2 separate regions of the Macaca mulatta genome follow, and region 1 is linked to region 2. Evidence: chromatin contacts called from public Hi-C data. All regions are on one chromosome and are shown on one strand. The core of a region is the stretch at or near the end of the contact, and the rest is flanking DNA. Distances in the headings are between cores, read along the strand shown. Region 1 holds the start of CCDC88A (coiled-coil domain containing 88A). Region 2 holds the start of CFAP36 (cilia and flagella associated protein 36).

What was found. A called contact is a pair of places that touch in the nucleus more often than the background predicts.
Region 1: a contact with region 2 is called in a Hi-C map of fetal cortex germinal zone, with 5 times the contacts expected there. The contact joins the promoter of CCDC88A here to the promoter of CFAP36 in region 2. A contact is called at or near these places in 3 of 14 Hi-C or Micro-C datasets (fetal cortex germinal zone, fetal cortical plate and fibroblasts).

Annotation. Positions count from the first base shown.
Region 1 is chr13:69,201,131-69,207,038 of T2T-MMU8v2.0, forward strand. CCDC88A (coiled-coil domain containing 88A) reads left to right here and starts at 1,945. Exons shown (of 33, transcript XM_077959562.1): 1 at 1,945-2,785; 2 at 2,882-2,982. The coding sequence starts at 2,723.
Region 2 is chr13:69,107,537-69,113,211 of T2T-MMU8v2.0, forward strand. It overlaps CFAP36 (cilia and flagella associated protein 36), which reads right to left and starts at 1,668. Exons shown (of 10, transcript NM_001190915.2): 1 at 1,437-1,668. The coding sequence starts at 1,551.

The DNA.
Region 1 (5,908 bases), core at 695-3,194, 94 kb after region 2:
TACTAAAAATACAAAAATTAGCTAGGGGGTGGTGGCGGGCACCTGTAATCCCAGTTACTCGGGAGGCTGAGGCAGGAGAATCACTTGGACCCTGGAGGCAGAGGTTGCAGTGAGCTGAGATCGTGCCACTGCACTCCAGCCTGGGTAATAGAGTGAGACTCCGTCTCAAAAAACAAAACAAATAAAAAAAGGAGTCACCAAGCCAGGCGTGGTGGCTCACACGTCTAGTCCCAACTGCTAGGGAGGCTGAGGTGAGAGGGTCACTTGAGGCCAGGAGTTTGAGGCTAGCCTGGGCAACATAGTGAGACTCCCATATCTAAAAGACTTTTTTAAAAGTCATCAAGAGCAGATGGAAAAGATTGCTAGCAATAAGGATGTCTGAAGGCTTGTGTACTGACTAGGGAAATTCAAGGTTCTACTTGTACACTACCTAGCAAAGTGCCACATGAATGCATCCTAATTTTAATTAAGATGATTTTCAAAGGGCATTCAGTTCCCTACTCCTCAAAGCAAGATCCTTTCTCCTGTAACTGAAGTAGAAAGGTTACATTTCAAGTTTTTTCATAAAGGTTCTTTATTTTGAAGGAATAATGTTAAAAACAACATTAATGACATTTATAGAACACTTACTATAAGCTGCCATTTCACTTACCCCTATTATTAGCCCTGCTTTACACGTGAAGGAACCAAAGCACAGAGAGCCTCAATAACGTGCCTAGGCTCACACAGCTGGTGCATATTGGAACTAGGCAGGAAGACTTCAGAGTCCAGGTTCCCAACTACCCAATTAAGAAATTGTGCTGTTTCTTAATTGTGTGATGACAGAGACATTTTTACTGCTAATTTAAAATATATACTCTATGTAAATATTTATGTAATGTAAACATAGCACACATTATAAAACTATATTATCTTTTCTCAAAAAAGATTGCATTCTACATGCCCATTTTACCCCAGGAAAAAAGTCTTTATTTTCCTTTTAAATGAGGAGTAACATTTGATTTTGCCAGGGAACTTAAAATTATGTCGAGGTTCCAGTCGTGCATGGCATGGAGATTTATGACAAATATGTAATCTGTTTGTCACCCAACTTGGATGACTTCCAAATGTTTCTTCTTTGTAGTTCTTGATTTTGCTTGGGATTCCCCCCCACCCCGACCCCTCAATGGCCAAATAGCAAAAAACAAAACAAAACCAAAAAACAATGTCTGAGTCACGTTTGCTCCAGTCAGGGAATACCAACGTGCTGACAGACAGCTCTGGTTTTTAAAAAATCTTACTGTATGTCACTTGCAACTCTGAAGAATATTCATGCGTTAGTGGACTGGATTTGGAAGAAAAAAAAAAGAAGCAGAAAAAACCCACCAAGTTGCGGCTCAAGTCCCTCTGCCATTTGCTGCAGTGAGTTTTCCTATTCCATTTTGCTGGGGGGAAGGCATGCTTTACAGAACACATCAAACTGTCCGAAAAAGGTTGTCTGCAACCCTCACGTTTAAAAGAGAAGGATTTCTTTCCCTTTCCTTCACATATCAAAGAAGGCACTCGGGGAGGAAATAAACCATAATTACGCATGAGCGAGCGAGGGAGCAGACAGACCCCTTGCTCTGCCTTCCCTGTCCCCGCCCCCCAAGCCTGGGCGCAAGCGAGGAGCGGGGTGTCTCCCCAGCAGCTGCAGCGAACGCGCGTCCACGCCCGCGCCCGCCGCCAGGATCTGGGCGGCGGCGGGGCTAGCCCGGGGGCGCGCTCGCTCGGGAGCGCGCTCATGCAGCGGTTTTCTTCTCCCACAATCCAGAGGCAGCTGCGCGGGAGGGGCGGGGAGTCGGCGGAAGGATATCGGCGCGGAGGAAGCTACGCGCTCCCTTTGACGGCCGTCCCCGACATTGGCGGGCGGCTCTGGCGGGCGGCGAGGGGTGGGGTGTGATGCGGCACTGCGGTTCTGAGGCCGTTACTCCGGCTTCTCCATAGAGGGCGGAGGAGGCTGGAGCGCGGCGGTGATTTTGTGCCAGGGATTCCCAGAGAAGCGCTGAAAAGGCTGGCAGGGCTTAGGAAGCTGGGGGGTTAGGGACACGCATTCAAGCCCCCACCCCCGGGAGGGGAAGGGGGCTGGAGGCAAGGCTTGAGGGCGGCGGAGGGATGGTGTCTGTTCGGGGGGAAGGGGTGAGCCCTGCCTGTTGGTGCTGAGGGGCTGCGGGCAGTGGAGGCTCCGCGGGTCGAAAGCGGCTCCATGCCCATCGGTGGGTGGAACGTGTAGAGGTCGGAACGCCGAGGTCGAGTCTGGCGGCCCCTCGGAATCCTTAACGTGGTCTCTGTCTAACGTATTTCATTTAGCCCACGTTGGGATTAATTCATTGGGAGCAGTTTCGCTGGTCTGGCTCCTCCAGGAGCTGGACAACCTTGACGGGCTTTTTGTCTTGGGCTCCAGCCCCCTTTCCCTTCCTCCTCCTCCAGATGCCTTTTCTCTGCCCCTCCTCGCCCGGTACAGACATTTCCAGCGCAGGCTGCTGCTCGTGGTGTCCGTCGTCGAAGCCACTTCTTGGGATTTCGGCTTGTTTCCCTCTGGGGTGTTTTTTGAGGAGGGAGAGTGCCCCCCTCCTCCACGATGGGATTTTCCTCCCTTGCCGAAATGGACTTTCATTGATTTATACTTACTTCCACGTTTAGTGACCAATTCCCTAGGCGTATTTTTGTGGTAGTTCCTTTTTTCAAATACATACTCTGTAAAATGGAGAACGAAATTTTTACTCCCCTTCTGGAGCAGTTCATGACCAGCCCCTTGGTCACTTGGGTAAGTGGGGTGTCCTTTATTGTATATTTTGCTGCGTTATTTGTGGCTGCAGAGATGGAGGTGGGCGTTCATGTCGTGGTGATCCTTCTGTTCTAGGTTAAAACGTTTGGACCTCTGACTGCAGGAAATGGGACCAACCTTGATGAATATGTGGCTTTGGTGGATGGGGTGTTCCTGAACCAGGTCATGCTCCAAATGTAAGTTCTTCCTTCTTTCCTAGGTAACTTGTTTTCTTTGAGAAATAGCATACGGTGAACTTTGAGACACGATGTTTTAAGCCCCTAATTTGCTTCATTGGCCAGAAAAATTCAGGTGGTTTAAGAATTAGATCTTGAAAGGAATGATAATGTTATGCGCTCAGCCCATTATCACAACCTAGTAATTCTACCTGTTAAAATTGTGAAACTTTAATTTTTCATTCTGTCAACCATGTATCGTCACTTGTCTTCAGTACTGAAATCCAAGCCACATTGTGTCTTCTTTGATAATTTGGTAAAATAAAAGAGAGAATGAGAATCTGGTTTCTTAAGATAGGAAAAAAGACTTTACTGTGAAGTTATGTGCATTTGATGCAGAAATGTTTCTTATTAACCTCTATATCTAGAAATAAGTGGCTCAAAATTTGAAACTCGTTAAGTAATAGCAGATTTCAGAAGGGAAAATTTCAAACGGTTCTGATTGGTGAGGACTCTTGCTGTAGTAAGTAATTTAAATGCCTGTAATAACTAAAGCTTGATGAGATGATTTATTGTGTGAATTATTAGGTTGCTTAATATTTTAGGGATCATTTTAAGGTATTCTTACAGGTTTTGAAATGCAAGTATCAAGTCTTAATAACAATTAGATAACGACTTAGTGGGCAAATCTTTGTCTTTTGTGTTTATAATATTGGGTTTGTACTAAGTAGGAAAGTATGCTTTTGAGATGGGAATTGAATAGTGAAAGTATATTGGTAGCTGGATTAGTAAAATTAAAACTCAGTTTTTATCCAATTACAGATATTGTAGCATACGTGCATTCTAAGTACGCTAATGTAGTTTATCAAACTGAATTTTTCAGTTGTGCTCAAAGTAATGCGTACTTAGGCTTATTTCTCTTTAATAAAATCTGATTAGAAGAGGTAGTTTGGAACTTTTATATGTATGGGAAATCGGTGTGTTATTAATGAATAGTTGTTACTAGAGAATAAGTCTACCTTACTGCTCTGATAACCTTATCGTTTGTATTTTATTGATTTAGATTTTTATGTTTAAGACGGTAGAAGTCAAATCTATAAAAAATTGCTCTCGTTAACTTCTCTATGTGCTCAAAGATATTTGTGGGCTGTTTTTCATGTACGTGTTGATCCTACAGGGAAGTATTATACTATTACACATTTTCAACCAGTGTTTTATTTTCATAGGCACCCAAAGAAATATGTATGTTATCTGAATATGTATATATGTTTTCCTTAAGAAAGGAAAAAAGAGCGTAGACATTATTTCCAGGGTTAGTAAATATATTTTTGACAGCTGTGTAATGGAATTATTTTTTATCCTCAAAATATCTAACTATTTCCTAAGCAAAATGGTAGGATAATAAACTGACTTCTGTTTTGGGGAAACTACATGACAGAAAGGGTAGCCATTACACTAGATATTCAGAACTTGTTCCCCTATGTCTCTTTATGTGCTTATTTTTAGACAGAAAATTTTGAATTTGTGTGCTAAAAAAAAATGTGTGTTCACAAAAATAGGGAAATAGATTACTTTAGTTTTCCACTTTAATTTTATTTGAACGATTCTTTTTCCAAAAAAATTTGGTTTTTTTTTTTTGCATCCTAAATACTTAACTGAGGTGCTAAAAACAAATACATTAGTTTGTTTCCACTTCGAATGCAGTTTTATGCTAAAAAATACATGTATATTTTGAAAATGATGGTATTCCAAAATAGTGGTTGCCAGGTTGCTGTTTTTCATGAGGGGTAGCTCCTTTCCAAACCACAACTCTGCTTCTGTATTTTCAGTTCCACCTCTCAGTTTCTTTAGATTTTTTTTTTTTTTTGGTGTCCTAATTCTGTTGTAAATGACCTATATAAATTAAAAGAAAAGAAAAGAAAAAAAGTATACTTTTGCTTTGTTTGAATAATTTGCTAAAAGAAGATCAACACATTTATTTTAATTATTTAACTGATAGGGCAACAAAATATACATTGTTTTAAAAGCTGTATTTTGTTAATTTTGAAGTCATTAGGATTTCTGTTAAGCACTTAGATTAATGTATGCTTTAATGTACTTTATTATAAAGTGTCAGTTGTAGTTGTAACTCTGTACCTAGTAAATGTAAAAGTTAGGCCTAGTCTAATTTCTACAGTACATTTAATTACAGAATTAAATTGTGGGCAAGAACCCTTTGTAAGTGAAACTATTTATATATTTTCCATGTTTCTTGTGCTTGGAATTCGATGAGTGTCTTGGATCTGTGGGTTTGTAGTTTTTATCAAATTTAGAAAAGTTTCAGTCATTATTGCTACTATATATATATATATATTTTTTTATCTCTTCACCCTTTTGAAAGTCCAATTACATATATACTAGTCGCTTTGATGTTGTCTTAAAACTTACTGATGTTTAATTCAATTTTCTTTCAGTCTTCTTTGTTTCATTTTGAATAGTCTGTTGTGATGTCTCCAAACTTATTAATCTTTTCTTCTACAATGTTTATTCTGCTCTTGATCCCACCCACCGTATTTTTCATTCCAGATATTATAGCTTCATCTCTAGAAATTGTCTTATATCTTCCATGTCTATGTTTTTCCTGCTCTGTCTTTTCTCTAGATCCTTGAACATATGGAATATAGTTATAATTGGCTTAATGTCTATGTCTACTAATTCTGTCTGTGTCATTTTGGGGTTGGTTTTGGTTGATTGATATTTCTCCCCATTATGGATTCTGTTTTCTTGCTTTTGCATACCTGGTGATTTTTTTTTTATTTGATGCCAGACATTTGAAATTTTAACTTGTTTGGTGCTGGATATTTTTGTATTCCATTAAATACAAAAATCTTGAGCTTTGTTCTGGGATGCATTAAGTTACCTGAAAACAGTTTGATCTTTTGGGGACATGCTTTTTAAGATTTGTTAG
Region 2 (5,675 bases), core at 418-2,917:
TTACCACAGATAAATAATGAAGTTAAATAAAATCAAAACAAGTGTTTACTGAATAATCATATGTATAAAACAATGCAATGAGCCAAGATCGCGCCACTGCACTCCAGCCTGGGCAACAGAGCGACACTCCGTCTCCCAAAAAAAAAAAAAAAAAAGAGTACAAATAGAAGTTATTTCGTTTTTGAACACTGTTTTAAAATTACCTGTAAAAACAACCCTTTAATAGCTATGATTTGAATTTCGATTATAGCAATGAAAATGTAATAAAAAGATTCAGTGGTCAAACTGAATTTCATCTTTACCAGATTCATGATATCTTGGAATTTAAAGAAGTCTTAAAAGGTCATCCAGGATAACCGACCATTTGATAGCTGAATAGCTGAATCCCTCTAACCCTATTAAGTCGCTATCAGATCCATTCAAACACTGCCGGAGCCGGGAAGCTCATTACCTTCTGACACAGGCTAACTCATCTTGGATACATTCTGTCATGAAGCACTTCCTTCACTGAAATTTGTTTCCCTGTAGCTTGTACCAACTGACCCTAGCTCTATTTCATTGAACCTTACAACACAAAACAGATGTTCAAACAACTGATGAATATTACTACCCTCAAAGTCTTGCCCGACTAAACAACCACAAAAACGCTTGGGCACTCATTTACATGACGTGTTTTCTAGTTCCTTTTCTGCGAATGGGCTGCAAAGTCTTCACGAACTGAATGCAGAACTCCAAGGTGAAGAACTGCTCAGAACCCGGAGGTGTCTGTCCTTCACAGGGAATATAATGCCATATCTATACGCCTCATTTGTTCCAAGAATGGTTCCCGGCCCCACCTCGCAAAGTTTTGGTATAGCCAACAGTAGAGCTCACCAAGGGGAATACAGGCCATCAAAAAACACTGGTTCTGGGCTTCCTGAAGTTATCACATGCCCTCCTTTGCAGTTAACTGTTGGTTTGGAGTGAATCATTTCTCATTTCCTAAGCTGACTACACCGGGCGAAATGCTAGGGATCATAAGGAACTCAGGTAAACCGACCCTTCTCCTCTCAAGTCTGGGAAAGCTGTTGAAGAAGCCCAGCCAAACAGTCCACCTGCCCAGGGCAGAAACGTTCGGGACAGGGTGAGAGACCGAATTTACGATTCAAGTCTAATGTTCTTCGGACGTGCGCTTGGGCCCCAGGGAAGGGGAGCCTCGGTCCCTATTTTCAGGTCTGCGAAAGAACACATCGGCAGGGTGAAAGGAATTGCTCCTACATAACCAGCTCTAAACCTGACGACGGGGGTGGAGAAGGGGGTGAGGGGAACAAGACCTGACGACAGGGGTGGACACAGGGGATGGGGGAGACGAGAGATGATTTGTGGTTACCAACCCCCTGCCCGCCGCTGGTGTGAGAGAGGAGAAGAGGATTGTCGGTTCAGACTCTGGTTTTTACCTTCACATTTCTGTTCCACAAAGTCCAAGATGGGGATGGACCAGTCTGGGCCTCGCAGGAATCCCGCGATGCTCTCCACCATCCACTCCACCTCGTCCTCTTCCTCCGCAGCCATCCCGCCCCAAAGGGGCAACGGGGAATATCCCTAGGCCAGACCGCCGGACCCTGCTTAGGCCTTTGGGCCACAAGGAGCCGAGAGGGAGTAGGGGAAGAGCTGGCCCGCAGTCGCTCAACCCCCAGGAGGGAAGCTACCAACCAGTTAACGCAAAATGGTCGCTATGGCAACACACGTAGCCGCCCTAGACCGCGGCCCGGAAGTGAAGACAACTTTCCAGGAGCCTGCGCACTTAGCGGGGAGGGGAAACGTTTGAAAAACGTTTCTGATTGGTTAAAATAGAACAGTGGACGAGGGCTGAGAAAAGAAGTGTAGCCATTGGCTGGAAGTCGTAGACAGATTCTCTGCGCTCTCTATTCTGGTAAGTACGTAGGAGCCAAGGTTTAGAAAAGGCGCAGTAGCCGGGCGCGGTGGCTGGTGCCTGTGATCCCAGCACTTTGGGAGGCTGAGGCTTGCGGATCCCCTGAGGTCAGGAAGTCGAGACCAGCCTGGCCAACATGGTGAAACCTCGTCTCTACCAAAAATACAAAAATTAGCCTGGCGTGGTGGCGCCGCCTTTAATCCCAGCTACTCGGGAGGCTGAGGCAGGAGAAAGGCTTGAGCCCGGGAGGCGTAGGTTGCAGTGAGGCACTGCAATGCAGCCTGGGAGACTGCGTCTCAAAAGAAAAAAAAAAAGAAAAGGCTCAGTGAGGGTCTGAGGTAACCGGGCCTCCTCCACCTGACAGGGCTTCAGCGGCTGCTGTTCATCATTGTATCCCCAGCACCTCAGTCCCAACCATTTTCAGACCATTGGCCCAGAAGTTTGTAAGTAAAGGGTTGTCTGAAAATACAAAGCCGAGGTGTGTGAGACTGGCTCATTGTCTGTCAGTTTGCATCTGTATCTTCAGTCGGGTCTTGAACCTCTTACGCTTGGATAAAGATAACTAGAATTAGGAGCTTTTCAAGGGCAAAATAAAAGTTAATGCTCAAATAAATGCCTTGGTAACCAAATCTTGTAACTCCAATTCAGCTTTTAGGTGGAATGGGGGTATTCAGTGGTCATTGTCAAGGTGTTTGGAGTTCCAAAATATCTTCAGACAACCATATATATATATATACACATACACATACACAACTGCATGGTATTCCATAAACCACCCTTTAGTCTATTTTTATTTCGTGAATGTGCACACAATATCTTACCTGAATGCATAAAGATGATCATTATATGCCTTTTTTTTTTTTTTTTTTTTGAGACGGAGTCTCGCTTTGTCGCCCAGGCTGGAGTGCAGTGGCGTGATCTCGGCTCCCTGCAGCCTTAGCCTCCTGGGTTCAAACGATTCTCCTGTGCGTCAGCCTCCTGAGTAGCTGGGATTACAGGCATGTGCCACCACACCCAGCTAATTTTTGTAGTTTTGGTAGAGACAGGGTTTCGCCATGTTGGCCAGGTTGGCCTGGAACTCCTGACTTCAGGTGATTCGCCCGGCTCCACCTCCCAAAGAGCTGGGATTACAGGCGTGAGGCACCGTGCCTGGCCATGTGCAATTTTTTTCTTTTTCCTCCTCCGTGCTGTGGATTTGCCATTTTTTGCTTCTACAAACTGCTGTTGTAAATGTTGCATCCTGAGAACTGTTGGTTTTATTTACTACTCCAAGGGATAGATTCCAACAGAATTGCTAAATGAAAGAATATATATCTTGGTTAATTTGACCAAACGTCAATTGCTACATTAAATTACTTGAATTTTTTAAACCCATTAACAATTGTGTAATGAATATACTTGCACGTATGTTTTTGAACTCTAGTCTCATTATTTCCCTTGAACAAATTCTCAAGGGAAAATTACTGAACTAATTTTTTTAAATATTTTTAAAAAATAATCTTTGCCAATCTACTAGGTTAAAATGATAGCCCCCCTCCCAACCCACCCCCCTTTTTTTTTGTTGAGAGGGAGTCTTGCTCTGTCACCCACGCTGGAGTGCAGTGGTGACATCTCGGCTCACTGCAATTGAAAGTGTAAGAATATTTGGTATCCTTAGTTTGGTGACTATCTAAACCACTTTAGGAGGAATATAGTATTTCATCCTAAAAGAGCTGTTTTTTGTTTTTTGTTTTTTTTTTTTTTGAGACGGAGTTTCGCTCTTGTCTCCCAGGACTTTGCGAGGCCAAGGTGGGTGGATCACTTGAGGTCAGGAGTTTGAGACCAGCCTGCCCAACAGCAAAACCTCATCTCTACTAAAAATTAGCTCGGTGTGGTGACGGGCGCCTGTAATCCCAGCTAATTGGGAGGTTGAGGCAGGAGAATCGCTTGAACCCGGGAGACAGAGGTTGCAGTGAGCAAAGATTGCACCACTGCACTCCAGCCTGGGCGACAGAGTGAACCCCGTCTCCAAAAAAAAAAAAAGATACATGTAACAAAACGAAAATAGATGCACATACATAAACATATATATATACACACACACACGGTGCACTACACACATACACATAACAAGCACTTTTACCATAGGGTTGATATGTGATTTAGAGAACATATGATATGAGATTTAATTAGAGAGGGACAGAGTCTCACTGTCGCCTAGGCTGGAGTGCAATGGCCCAATCTTGGCTCACTGCAACCTCTGCCACCCAGGTTCAAGCAATTCTTCTACCTCAGCCTCCTGAGTAGCTGGGACTACGGGTCCACGCGGCCATGCCCAGCTAATTTTTTGGATTTTAGTAGAGACAGGGTTTCACCATGTTGTCCAGACTGGTCTTGAACTCCTGAGCTCAGGCAATCCGCCCGCCTCAGCCTCCCAAAGTGCTAGGATTACAGGCGTGAGCCACCGCACTTGGCCAAGAACACATATTAAAAGTACTTGGGGCCGGGCGCGGTGGCTCACGCCTGTAATCCCAGTGCTTTGGGAGGCCGAGGCAGGCGGATCACAAGGTCAGGAGATCGAGACCACGGTGAAACCCCGTCTCTACTAAAAATACAAAAAATTAGCCGGGTGCGGTTGTGGGCGCCTGTAGTCCCAGCTACTCGGGAGGCTGAGGCAGGAGAATGGCGTGAACCCGGGAGGCGGAGCTTGCAGTGAGCCGAGATCGCGCCACTGCACTCCATCCTGGGCGACAGAGCGAGACTCCGTCTCAAAAAAAAAAAAAAAAAAAAAAAAAAAAAGTACTTGGGATTATGCTAGGTACTTAGTAAATGCTTAATACATATTAGATATTGTTATTATATGTAGTTTAGGTATCTGTTTGCTTTCAAATTTGCAGCATGAATGTAAGGAACTATTCCTTTTATTTTGCCTCTTCTTTCAAAGACAAATCATTTGTGTTTTTTGCTACAGCCCTAGGAAATCTCTTGCTTCTCCCCATCTCCTGTACTGATACTGAGTGTCTGCCCTACTAAAGGAATATAAAATTCAAATCATAACAACATGACTGCATTTTCAAGGACCATGTGAATAACAATTGTTCACATTTATGTAGTGTTTTACAGTTTACAAAGGGATTACATCTGTTTGACTTACAGCAAACTTGTGAGCTAAATAAAGATAATATTAAGATTTTCTCCCTCTTCTAGATAGTGTATTAGTTTGCTAGGAGTGCTGTAACAAATTACCACAGACTGGGTGGCTTGAGCAACAGACATTTACTTTCTGAAAGTTCTGAAATCTAAAAGTCTCTGATCAAGTTGTTGGCAGGGTTGGTTTCCTTTGAGGCTTCTCATCTTGCCTTGCAGAAGGCTGTCTTCTCCCTGTGTCTATACGTGGTCTTACCCCTGTACAGTCTGTGTACTCATCTCCTTTTCTTACAAGGACATCAGCCATATTGGATTAAGGCCCCCTAATAGCCTCATTTTAACTTAATTACCTCTTTAAAAACTGTATCTCCAAATACAATTGCATTCTGAGGCACTGTGGATTAGGACTTCAGCATATGAGTTTGAGGGTAACACAAATTCCACACATAACAGATGGAAGAACTGAGTCTGTGAGGTCAAGTGTCTTGCCCAGGTTCAGAGCACAGTCAGGACTTGTTTTCGTACTGGACACCTAAGCAACAAGGAAACTTCTAATTTTCACTTTCTAATATATCATGGAATTTTTTCCATATCAATGAAGACATTTCTACATAATCCTTTTTAATATTACCTAGTT